Linked DNA regions of Mus musculus: regions 1 and 2 are each linked to region 3. The links are chromatin contacts, called in public HiCAR-type and promoter capture Hi-C maps. All regions are on one chromosome and are shown on one strand. The core of a region is the stretch at or near the end of the contact, and the rest is flanking DNA. Distances in the headings are between cores, read along the strand shown. Region 1 overlaps Adamtsl1 (ADAMTS-like 1). Region 2 has its middle 23 kb from the start of Adamtsl1. Region 3 overlaps Adamtsl1 (ADAMTS-like 1).

Region 1 (4,040 bases), core at 1,501-4,000, 160 kb after region 3:
AGGTCTACATTTCTTTTCTGTTGCTCCAGGATTCTTCTACAGCCAGATGATTCCTTACAGATCTTGGCACCAGTGGAAGCTGATGTGGGTTTCTATACTTGCAATGCCACAAATGCCTTGGGATATGACTCTGTCTCCATTGCTGTCACATTAGCAGGTAACCTGAAAACCCCTGTCCACTTCTATTCAGAAATCCTTTTAACTAAATGCCTATAATATGTCACACATGCCTGAGGTACATAGGTAAATGTGACCCAGTCCGCAAACTGGAGTTTTTCTTCAAATGTACCCCTGCCAATGCTTTCCCCATATCTACAGAGGTTCGACAAAGGTTTCTGCACACAGTGCCTGAGGTTGATGGATCCTTCCAAGGTTGTGCTGTCGAAACAATGTGCTTTCATAAAACGTCTTAGCCTGGGACAAATCCTTGCCTTTAAAACCATAAGAGACCTTAGATATTGACTGAGTCAACACCTTGTTTCTTAGTCGCCAGGCAACCTGAAGTCACACCTCTGAGTAGCTGATCTGAGGAACAAGAAGGGGGTGAGGTCTCCTAAAGCTCGGCTCCCCTTCACCTCCACCCCACTGATCCTATGGAGACAGGATCCTTTTCCTTAGACCTTGGCTAACAGTCTCTGTGGTGGTGTGGTGCATGTGTTTGTATTTATTCTTTTCAGTTGCTGCTCCCATCAGATGATTCAGTAGATGCTAGGAAAGCCGGCTTCACCCATACTGACCTCATCCATCCGTGGGGGGATTATGTTGTCACACTGTACTCCAGTCACACATGCTACTCTCTTTTGTATCTGTTTTTGCAACAGTGTTTCTGCCCCTGTGACTTAAGGCTCATCGGGAAAGGGACCTGTAGTAGCTTTGCAGGGAAGATGAAAGTTGATAATGAAGAAGGCAAGCTAAGGTGCCCTAAGGGGGACTAAAGACTCTGCTTGGTAAATGTGTGTGTGTGTGTGTGTGTGTGTGTGTGTGTGTGTGTGTGTGTGTAAAGTGTTTGCTCTTTCCTAATTGCATTCTAGTTCCAATCTTCATTCTTCTCTATACAGAATCCAGATGTTCAGCAACAATCTTCTAAAATCTCTTCTGGTGTCTACTCTCCAACCCACACCTACATGGGCACTGTTGACATACTTCCAATTGCTAGTCAGTGGGGAATTAATTCTCTTGTTTATGTTGAGCTAGACACAGTTCAGCTCTGCCATGGACTAAATACCCTCATTTGCTGGAATTGAATACAATGAATAGAAACCTGGGATTTAGGCAAAGCTATTGTAACATCAGACTCATCTTCAACTCTTTGAAGGCAAGCTGCTGGGAGCTGCCAAATGTTCCAAAGCCAGAGAAGAGAAACAGAGGGTCTAAAGAGGCACCAAGCAAGGGGCTGAGTAATGAAGTATGGCCGTAGACACCATGCCCAGGATTTAGGAACAATGTGCCCATCCTTCAGCTGCTGTGTTTGTTCGAGTCTCCTGAAAAACCTTTTAAACAGCTCCTCTAAAAGCAGGGTGGGAAGTGTTGGTGTGCCAAAAGATCATGATTGCCAGCTACACCTCTGCCAATGTTGGGGAACACTCACCTATAAAACTCAAGGTTGGGGTTTCTAGGTGCTTACGGATTAGGGAATGCAGTAGAACAGTCTACCTAAAATAGAGAAATAGCTGGGATTCTGTTCAAGTCAAACATAGTAGCTCACACCATTAATCGCACTACTTAGCTGAGACAGGAAGATATGAGCTCTGGGCCAGCCTGAGCTACTTAGCAAACTCCATTCCAGCAGAGGTTCCCTAGTGAAACCTCATCTCAAGACAAAGATGCTTCTTCACAATATATGTCAGTGAGCTAAGCATAACCTGAGGTTAGAGGTGGGAATGGATACTGAACACTTCTACATTTGCTTACCAGTTATACTCGTTATTAGCTACATGATCTCGGGAGAAAAAAAATGTAGAGAGTCTTGAGTATCAGTGAAATTAATACTATCCACAGGGTGGTATGAGTTGAATAAGGCTGTAGGTGTATGACTGATGAATATTGGAAATAGAGTACACCACTTGGTTATCTAGAACTCAGCAATGAAGACATACATACAAGTAACATTATATGTACAAAGGAAGTTATATTTAGGGATATATGTGAGTATACATATATGTATGCAATAACAGGCTATGAATTTGAAGGCAAGGGGAGAGGAATATATGGGAGAGTATGGAGGAAGGAAAGGGAAGGGATAAATTGTAATTATATCTGTGTGTGTGTGTGTGTGTGTGTGTGTGAATAAAAGTGCTTATTTATAGCAGTGCTGGTAACATCATTCACACTCAGTAAATGTTAGCTTTCTTTCTCTAGCCCTGGTAATGTGAAAGTCCTTGGAAACAGCTCCAAGACTGGAAACATCAGCCCAGCTTTGTGTCCACACTGTTTTAGCCTGAGTCTTCAACACCAACTGAGTTCACTTGTGGTCGGATTCTTATAAATTCTGGTGCTGCTGTACACTTGGAGAAATTGCAGTGTTCTTGGGTTGTTTGTTTGTTTTTCTGCACTGAGGCTCAAGATAAATAAGTGCCCTGATAGTCTCATAAGAAAAGTACAGGCTTTGGTTCTGTGGGTCCCCCTTGTGTAGTTCGAGGGAGCCTCAGAACATAGGCTTGTGTCACACTTGGCCACTTCCTATGCTGTTTCTTAACTTGCTGACCTCATTTCTTCATCAGTCCAGCCATGAGAATCACCAGGAGCTCCCAGAAATAGTCTGTGATGACTAAATTAACTCATTGGTGTAACATGCTTAGAACCATCATGCCCAGCACATCTTAAGTGCTCAACTGCTTGTTAGCCAGAATTACAATTTATAATGTCAAACCAGAATCAACTAATGTTTAGAGCATAGAGAAACACCGTTTTCAGAGATACAATGCTTACCAGCACCTTGTGAAGGCCATTTCTCTCTGTCTCTCAGGCAGCTGGAGAAGCTGACTTAGCCAACTGAAAACTGCTTAAGCATCCAAACTGAGGTGGCTTCTGATAAGTACTGTTTCCAGCAAGGGAGGTGGCTTGTGATGAGAATACAGGGAGAGGCCCAAGTCTCATTTTGAACACCGCTTACTTAATGTGCAAGTATAATCGTGCTAGGGAAAGAGAAGTTTTTGATGTGTACAGATATCAGCAAGAGATTGGAACACCACCAGTCAGGTTCTGCTTTGAGTCACCTTGCTAGGAAGCCTTCCCAACCAGAGTAGCACTGGCAGTGTTTTGAAGCAAAGCAGGAGTTTCCTGGTAAATTGCTTCCGTGTGGCTCGGTTAGCTCCACTTACCAATACAGATGAGAGCCTCTCCAGGTGGAGACTGCTGCTGAAGTCATACCCAAAACGGAAGTGTTTCTGGTTGTCATTGATTTTATAAGATCACAAAAAAGATACTATAAGGCCAGCTTGGCACCATCAGTGGAAAATGAGAAGATGAGAGCTAAGGGGTGGGTGTATCTGTCATGGAAAGGAGAGAGCACAGATGAGCTCATCTCAGGCTTACATGGGGAGCTAGAAAATGCTTCTCCTTTCCTGGCAAGTTTTCCTGTCTTTTTGTGAGTTGAGTATCTGACACATTTTGTGTCTAATAAAGAGATCAGAGAGACCCTGCTAAGGAAATGAAACTAAAAGGTAGTTGTTTTGAAACTCTTTCTCTACCCCTCCTCATCATGATTTAGTGGCTGCAATAAAAAGGGAAAGTAGCTGTGTAAGTTTTTCATAATGTTAAGTCATTTCAAATTGGTGGTCCTCAAATTTTGAAACCAGCAGTTGTTAACCTGAGAGTTTTCTTCATCAAGTTAGACTCAAAGAGGGCCTTGTCACCAGTAGCAAAGTCTGACAAAAGAAACTTTTCTCCAGTGCCCCAATCAAAATGAAAGCTAGACAAGAATGACTGTGTCCCAGTGGTAGCCTGAGTCACATGGTGCTAGCCATTGACTGAGTCAACCTGCCATCAAAAGGACCTTAGTACTGGCTAGAATGGTAAATGACCAACGCTTAAGTACAGAA
Region 2 (4,262 bases), core at 527-3,026, 170 kb before region 3:
CACACACGCATGCATGCATGCACACACACACACACACACACGCACAAATGTCAACTGTTGCCAGTATTTGACTCTTTGACTGGTAACATCTAGAATTTTTTCATTTGACTTTTTTGTATTAAATGATCATCAGTCCCCTTTTGCTTGTTTCCATTTAGAAAATTCGAAATGTTAAAACACCTACATTTCTTGTAAAGTGGGAAAAATTATACCTAATAAGATTCAGAACAGTGTGCATAGAACAAAAAGAAGCCAGTATTAACTATTATACTTCTATACCAAATATTTTAGAGTGCCTTACACTTAATCCTTGTTATGTTGATGTATCTCCTCCCACATTTTTTTAAGATGAAGTCTTTTTTGTGGCCCAAGCTAACTTTGGACTCACCAACCTTCTGCCTCTACCTCCCCAGACATGTTCGCTATGACAGGCTGTTCCTTGTTTTCTAGAAGGAACTGGCAGCAGGAATGTTGGTAGCTGGCTTTCGATCATGTAGCCAGGAAGTGACAGAGCCAGGCTTTGATTCCAGAACCTAAGACATCTTTCCCTACTGCACAGCACATTAGCTCAGCTGTTGATCACCTCCAGCGGGAAGGCAGACGTTTAATAAATGCCCAATGGAATAGGGAAGAGAAAAAGCCACTGAGCAATGATCTTTTAGGATTAAAGTTCCAGAAACACTATATGCAGGCTTAAGTCTAAGATGGAAAGTAAATCTCACTTCCAAATTCTCAGTGGGAAGGTATACCCAGGGGGGGTGTTGACATCAATATTAGTCTGGATTTGTGCTGGCACGCATATGTGGTTCACTCAAAGCATTTTAAAAAGATGAACTAAAATCTCTGTGCTACTCCGGATTTATTTTTCTTTCTTTAAAATGCAAAAATAATCAGGTATGGGCTTTATCGGCAGGATTTAACATCAGTCAAAAGTCTATCAAATTATAAAAAGTATTCATCACAGAGAGTCAACAGCGAGTGTGCTGAGCAGGCAGTTTGGGCTGGCATGTTTATTGTACTGTGAATATGCAGAAATGGGACCATACAGAAAGCCAGGTGGGTCCATTCCAAGTCTGGACAATCTTTGCAAGCCACAGGAGGTGCTCAGGGCAAGTTGGTTCTCGAAGGAAGTGCAATCAGAAAAGCCAGTGGCACATAATGTTACTAGAAACAACTGCATCTGTGTGTAAACGTGCGTTCCCCCCACACCAGTTCTTCCCTCCGTCCTTCTAAACCAGAAAGGACTTTCACCCTTGGCATTCTTCTATTTGTCTGATAGCAAAATGAAACCTGCTTTGGGACCCAATCCAAAGAAAAAGTTTCATTCCAAAACCTTGAGAAGATGTTCTTGTGTGGTGACATCCTGAGAAAGGCAGTCTTGAGTGTGAGCTGAAGACAGTCCTGATGAGTGAGGGTTGCTTTCAAGTTTCAAATTGACATTTTTTTTCTTTTTTTTTCTTTTCTTTCTTTCTTTCTTTTTTTTTTTTTTTTTTAAGCAAAACTTTCCTTTAGCTGGAGGGGAGGTGAGGCAATCACCAGATCTGGGCCACACAATTGCTGTGCTGATTGTTGACATATTTTTTTGACTAGTTTGGAACAATGGTAGTAGAGAGTGTTTTGAGTTCTGTTTACCACAAGGAACAAAAATCAAAATAAATATCCAATTGGCTTCATAGTGAAGCAAATATTTTCTGCATTATGTAGTAATGAAAGTCCGTGTACACTGTAAATAAAGTTTGCTCAAGGGCTCTGTGAAAAAAAGCCAAGTGTGAAATGACAGCCAGGATTCTACTACAGAGCAAAGAGAGCTTGGAAATTAGTCACAATCCCTGAGGCTGGGGGTTGGAGAATGTTTGCTTTGGTGCCTTTTTATTCTGTAGAAAGTGTAAAGTGCTGGTAGGATTGGCTGCATGCCCTCTGTGTCATTATTCATCGAGATAGTGGGGAAAATAGATGTCATACCTATGGGGAGGTCGAAAGGGGAGACACCACAGACCTCTGTGGGGGAAAAGAGAGCCCTCAAAAGAAAGAAAACTAACAGCATCCTAGTGTTCCGTAAAAGGTCAACTTGGCTCGTCTGTTCACCTGATGAAAGCCGAACCCTAGCCACAGTAGAGTCTGAGCAAGAGGACCCTTGAAGGATTTGACCTCAGACAGACCTATACAAATCCCTCTCAAATGTCCAAAGTCATTCATTGCTTCTTAAAATGAGACTCCTGGCTCCACCCACTGTTCCTCACCTCGCTCTGTACGAATGCTCCCAAGGAGAGCAATGGCGGGGGCTCTGTAGTGATAGGAGCCTGAACTCGGATGTATAAAAACTTCCGCAGTGCTGAGGATTCATGCGCGGTCATGGGAGAAATCCTGTTTGGTTTGTCCATAAACTTTCAGTAGAAAGCTTTGATAGCCCCGCAAACATTTTCAGAACTCCATAAAAACAAAAGATCCGTACGCCCCCTTTCTAACCAGAAAACATGAGAGAACATAAAGTAATTAATAAACAAAACCCTAAGTCTCACTAAGGAGTCCTTTTGTTACCTTCTGAATCCCCAGTTAAGCATCCCTCCAGGGGTTTGCTCTTTTGTGTTGCTTTTGCTGAGCTACTCAGGGAAAAATGTCAAGGAGCCTTGGAGAGAGACGTTTGGCACGCAGAAGCAAGGGTCTGCTGCCAGAGGCCAACGTGGGAAGGACAGACGCAGGACGCTGGATGAGCGAGTCATCCAGTTGGTGTCAAGGGAGAATGATTGCTATTGTAATCAAACCAAGAAGCTTGAAAACTACAGCGATATTGGGGCCAAGCGTCACAGCAGCCAGGAACAGAGCAAAGCATTATAAAGGTCATGCCCTACCTCTCAAATGTTTCACTTCCAAGCCCGGAAACCTTAAGTTAGAAAAATCACCTACCAAAAGCACGTTTTAAAGCTGACCTTAAAGTTCATCATTGTGAATTAAAATAATGGCAAAAACAAAGGTTCTGAAGAGTTATAAATATTAACATAATTCTAGATGGTTTCTACCAGACTCTGAATACCACACCAAGTAAATAATCGTACTGTCCATTAATGTGTATGCTAGGCATTTGCTCTAGCCTAGTCTCTGTGGTCTCTACAATGTAACTACTTCTCTGACGTTGCCTTCTACAAAGCATCCTGTGCCAAAACTGTGACCACTCCATCATACCTCTCTGTGAGAAGGAAATGTGTATATAAAATGTACACATTTGTGTGTCTATAATCTCTCAGTGGTGAGATAATTTTGGTTATTAGTAGTATTAAGCAATATACATTTTGATGGTTAATATCCTTTTCTTGAAAATGTGTCTATGAGTATAATATACAGGAACTTTCTTTGTTCTTGTTCAAATACTATGCCCATTTATGGAGAAAAACTATTCATTGCCAGGAGAAACAATTACTGAAAAATCATATGTACATGTTTCTATGTATGTATATTTAAATTTTTTGTGCGGTATACTTTGATTATATTTTCCCCTTCCTCTATCTATTTCCAGATATTCCCTACCTCCTAGCCATGAAATCTTCTGTGCTTTTAACTTTCATACTTACTCCTATAGATGTTAAGGAAGGCTAACTATGTAAGAGATGAATTGAGGGCTTTCAAGCAGGAACTTTTGAGAATATAACTCAACCCTTTGAACTCCATTGGAAATGGAAAACAGAAAAGGCCTATTAATTAAGTAGCAAAAATTATCCTGAAAATGTGTCAACAGCTCAGATATTTAATTTAAATAAAATATTATGATTTGTCTCCATTATTAGGGCCAGTTATCTTTCTGTTTCTGGACTATATAGTATATGACTGTACTATGACTTAATTTTATCTGCTGCTTTTCTATTAGAGGCAATGTGTTTGATTTAATCAAGTCATAAATAATTAGAAAAAAAAAGTCACATTAAAATTAATATTTCCTTGTTGGTACAATGTACTTTGATAAATAGTATTGTTAACTCTCATGTTGTCAAACTTTGCAAAGGCTTGTGTCCAGAATATGTTAAAAAAAAAGTCTCTAATACCTCAGTAATACAAAAATTAGCAACTCAGCATAAACTGGACAAAATATCAACAGTCAGAAAATAGACATGTCCAGAAAATTTACATGAGAGGATTTTCATAAGCACTTTCCAAAATGTATCCTGAAATCACAGTGACATACTACTGCTACATACCTAGTGACGTGGCTGACACTTTAACATCTAACAGTCCCAACTGCTGGCAAGGACACAAGCAAGCTGGTGCCCTAA
Region 3 (3,831 bases), core at 442-2,941:
TGTTTATGTTTCTTAAAATGCCTTGTATCCAATATTCTCTAACCGTTATGCTTCATTAGAGGTCCTTGGGAAATTATGCATCTGGCATTTGGGTCCTTTGAGGTTTTCCTGTGCCCATATTTTTTTTTAATCCATTCATTATACAGACACGAGTTAGGTCTACTACAAGGAACACATCACCTATACATTTTGAAATGATCCAATACGTTTCTCCTTTTACACAGTTGCTCTCCTTTCTTCTATTCTGAAAAGTTCAAATACAGGCACAGCACATAATCCCACTTAGCATGCAGCAAAGCTATGCATGCTCATGGTACGCAATACATATAGTTTCCTCATGTCTGGACTTACTCTTCCTAACCTTGGTTTTTCTTTTGGCTTTGTTGACCCATTTAAAAGGTTTTTTTTCCATTATATTACATCAGAAATATGTGCTATACATCTTATTGTAAAGATCTTAATCTTCGAAGAATCTGATTGGATGTTTTATACCTCCCCTGCTTCTAAGCATAATTAGGAGATGAGGTATAATATCTGTAAGAGCATACTGTCTCCCATACAATTTTGTCTAGATTAAATAATTCAGAGATGCTCAGATCAGATTTGCAGTTTAGTTTTCCATATTTGTCTTTCCCAGTGCTGAAAATAGAAGGATTTAACAGTATCTTACCTCATGGGTTGGATCACGAAAAGCTTGACATCATTGGCTCAGTATTTGATGTTTGCAGTTGAGGTCTTTATGGGAAACCATTTGAAACAGGGCCAGCATGAACCATCTAAGATCATGTATCTAGGGTATAGCATCTGCTTATGGATTACACTTATTCATGTTATAAAAATGACTGGTTTGTTGAATTGGTTTTCTTCTGTGACTTCTAGTCAAGATGTTTTTATATATTACGGCATCTAGAGAATTCCAGTCTCTTGTTCCACCTATTCTGTTGCTATCAGCTGTGGAAAGTGAAGGAAGAAAGACCTTTCAGCATGCACTGAAGGCCTGCTGCCTAAAATCTGCAAAATGTGTTGAAAGTCAGTGAGCCAACTGGGATTGCCGACTGTGGTAGCAGTATTTGTTTAAGGAGCCCTTTCCCTACTGACTTTAGCAAGTCTTGATAAGAGAAGGAACATCGGCAATGTAATATTCATATTTTCTAGTCATAAAGAAAGAAAAGGGCTGTATGTTTGCGCACACAAAACATCATGTGTCTAAAATGTAAGAGCCAAACAAGGTTGTCTATTAGTTGCATATAAATATCCAAAAGACTGTTATTAATACTAGTCAATCTCGCCAGGTGGTGTTGGTGCACGCCTTTAATCCCAGCACTTGGGAGGCAGAGGTAGGCGGATTTCTGATTTCGAGGCCAGCAAAGTGAGTTCCAGGACAGCCAGGGCTATTCAGAGAAACCCTGTCTCAAAAAAAAAAAAAAAAAAAAAAAAACTAGTCAGTCTCAGAGAATTATTGATGCTATTTTGCTTGTCTGTACATTTCATTGTTTTTAAAATGTATTGTACTTCATAGCACTTGAAATAAGCATTTGGTAAACTTAGCTATACTGTGCAATCATTTTGATGGCATGAGGCTAGACCCCTGCTCCAACTGATATTTAGTAGCAGAATATGAAGCTACATCTGACCAAAATATTCAGCTAGATTTTCATCCTTTTCCAGAAGATTCTCTGCAGCTGCCAAAAGAGTGAGTGGACATTATCTCACTTCAGTGTCTTGTCCAGAATGGGGTGGATCTGGGAACTCTGTGACCTGAACATAGCCTTCCATGACATTTTATTAATAATGAGTGTAGGTGCACTTGGGAAATAGTCTCCAGTACGTTGTCCTTTACAGTAATTCCTGTTCGTGTGTCAGGACAGGGGTTTAAATGTGGCCTCTCATCGTTTGTGACATGCTTTTTTATTTGTACACACAGATACATGCACACAAGTACAACCACACACACTCACCCCTTGTGGAGTGGGCTTTAAGTCCAAGCAGAAAGTGGCTGATTACTCCCATAACGCCCATGCCGCTATTGTGCCAGTGGGCATATCTTGCCAGAGTGGTTATTGTTATAACTTGCAGTTTTCACATCTGGGTAAGATTACTGGAGACTTTTCTCTCCCAGTAGCATACATAGAATCTTCCAGCACTATGAAAGCTAAGCAATGGGAATGATACTTCCAGATCAGTACCAACTTAATTTGTCCATGTTTTATGACTCAGACATGTGGTGTCTTCAGCCACAGGATCTTTATCATTATGTGCCATAGGCTAGGCAAGAATAATGGCGATGGGCTGTAATGACTGAAGTGGGTATTGTGGGAGCCCACTAATGACTCATAGATAAGTAACATTGACACTGGGCTTTTTATTTGATAGCCTATGGTATCTGGGAAGTTTGTTTTCTAGATAGTGGGAAAACCACAGATCTCAAATTATCTACAGCCTGGTGTTCAGGCAAATATGTTCACTGACCAAGCTCCATGTCAGTTCTGTAACCATCAGAGTTAGGGGTGTAGAAAAGAAATTCCAAAATAATAGTGGCTTAAACTAACAGAGATATGTTCTCTTGCAAAAAGAAAAATAAACTAAGATATAATCAGTCCCAGTGTGGTACAGGAACTAGGTTCTTTCCTCTGTGCTGGTCCATCCTTAGCATGGTCTTTTAATTCTCTAGGTTGTCTCATTTTTATGATAGGAGCTATCAGGAAGGAAAGCAGATAGAGCTTACTAGAGGGTACTAGATACAGGGTACTTAAGCTATGTCAGATTCTTTAGTCTTCCCAGGACACATTATATTGCCATTTATATTTCAACAGTTACAATTTAGATATATGACCAAGGAGAAATGCCTTCTTTTAACTCAAAATATCACCACCTCAAGAGCCTGTATTATAGAGAAAAACATGAGACATTTATACCAGGAACAAACCCATAGTCTCCTATCTATAAAGAAAAGGCTGAAAAAGCATAGAACTATAGAGAAGTTAACTCTAGATTCTGGAAACATCTTTCTTTGCACAAAGGATTCTTAATTTAGAATTTGAAGGGTCAGTAGGAGTCCTCCAAGTAAAGAATTGATCAAGAATGTTCAGTATAGAAAGTATAAAATGCTCAAAGGAACAGAAAGTTCTAGCATCATACTTAACAATTCAGTCCATTTCTACATTCCTGGTTACTTTCTTTTCTGTTAATAATAGATCTGAAGGTAAGAATTTAAATTCTAATTAATCCTAATAGTTATTCATAATCAACAGATTAAAACATGTCAGGAATGATTATGCTGATAGAATTGCAAACAATTTTCTACTTGGACCAAAATAAGAACATTTCATTTGATGATAAAATATTCCACATTTTAAAAATAATTGAGTTAGAATATTTTGGCATCTTAAAAGGGAATTGATACAAAGGAAGAGAAACGTAAAAATAAAGCAATTCTGTCAGAGAGCTATTTGTGTTTAAACATTGAAATTAAGCAACATTTAGAACTGACTTGGTTCGTATCCTAGGGTCTACAAACCCACCCGGAGAGCACGAAGTCAGGCTCTGGCCAAGTTCCTCAGAAAGAATGTCACCTCTTATTTAGCAATCCCTAGTATGATTGTTTTTTTGGATCTAAGAAAGCTAAATTGTTCTTTTCTAAACATGGCTTTGGAGTTATAAGAAGTCTTTAGGATTATGGAGGGTTTTTTATAATTATCTCCCACGGTTCCATTAAAGACACGAGAATCCATTAAGAATTTTCCAGAGAAACTTAAATCTTTCAAGAAACCTGAAAATTCTATCATTTAAGAAGGGAATCCAGTTAGGTTTGAGATGCTCAAGAGCACAAAT

The links. HiCAR-type assays count read pairs that join an accessible place to other places. Capture Hi-C pulls out chosen DNA fragments and counts their contacts.
Region 1: a contact with region 3 is called in a promoter capture Hi-C map of adipose tissue. The contact joins two enhancer-like sites. A contact is called at or near these places in 3 of 115 datasets of contacts at active chromatin or transcription factors (all in embryonic stem cells) and 1 of 9 other capture datasets (adipose tissue).
Region 2: a contact with region 3 is called in a HiCAR-type map of fibro-adipogenic progenitors, with 4 times the contacts expected there. The contact joins two enhancer-like sites.

The regions. Positions count from the first base shown.
Region 1 is chr4:86,356,306-86,360,345 of GRCm38.p6, forward strand. It overlaps Adamtsl1 (ADAMTS-like 1), which reads left to right. Exons shown (of 29, transcript NM_001368621.1): 20 at 30-157. Among named protein-coding and RNA genes, the nearest start is that of Gm33730, 83 kb to the right of the region's middle. Within about 2 kb of position 2,751, at least 14 of the 459 cell types and tissues checked have an H3K27ac peak or open chromatin away from gene starts, as enhancers often do. A contact at or near this core is called in adipose tissue, where this site is marked.
Region 2 is chr4:86,028,580-86,032,841 of GRCm38.p6, forward strand. It overlaps a transcript of Adamtsl1 not described here. Among named protein-coding and RNA genes, the nearest start is that of Adamtsl1, 23 kb to the right of the region's middle. Within about 2 kb of position 1,777, at least 35 of the 459 cell types and tissues checked have an H3K27ac peak or open chromatin away from gene starts, as enhancers often do. A contact at or near this core is called in fibro-adipogenic progenitors, where this site is marked.
Region 3 is chr4:86,194,315-86,198,145 of GRCm38.p6, forward strand. The region is part of intron 4 of Adamtsl1 (ADAMTS-like 1); the gene reads left to right. Among named protein-coding and RNA genes, the nearest start is that of Adamtsl1, 140 kb to the left of the region's middle. Within about 2 kb of position 1,692, at least 2 of the 459 cell types and tissues checked have an H3K27ac peak or open chromatin away from gene starts, as enhancers often do. A contact at or near this core is called in adipose tissue and fibro-adipogenic progenitors, where this site is marked.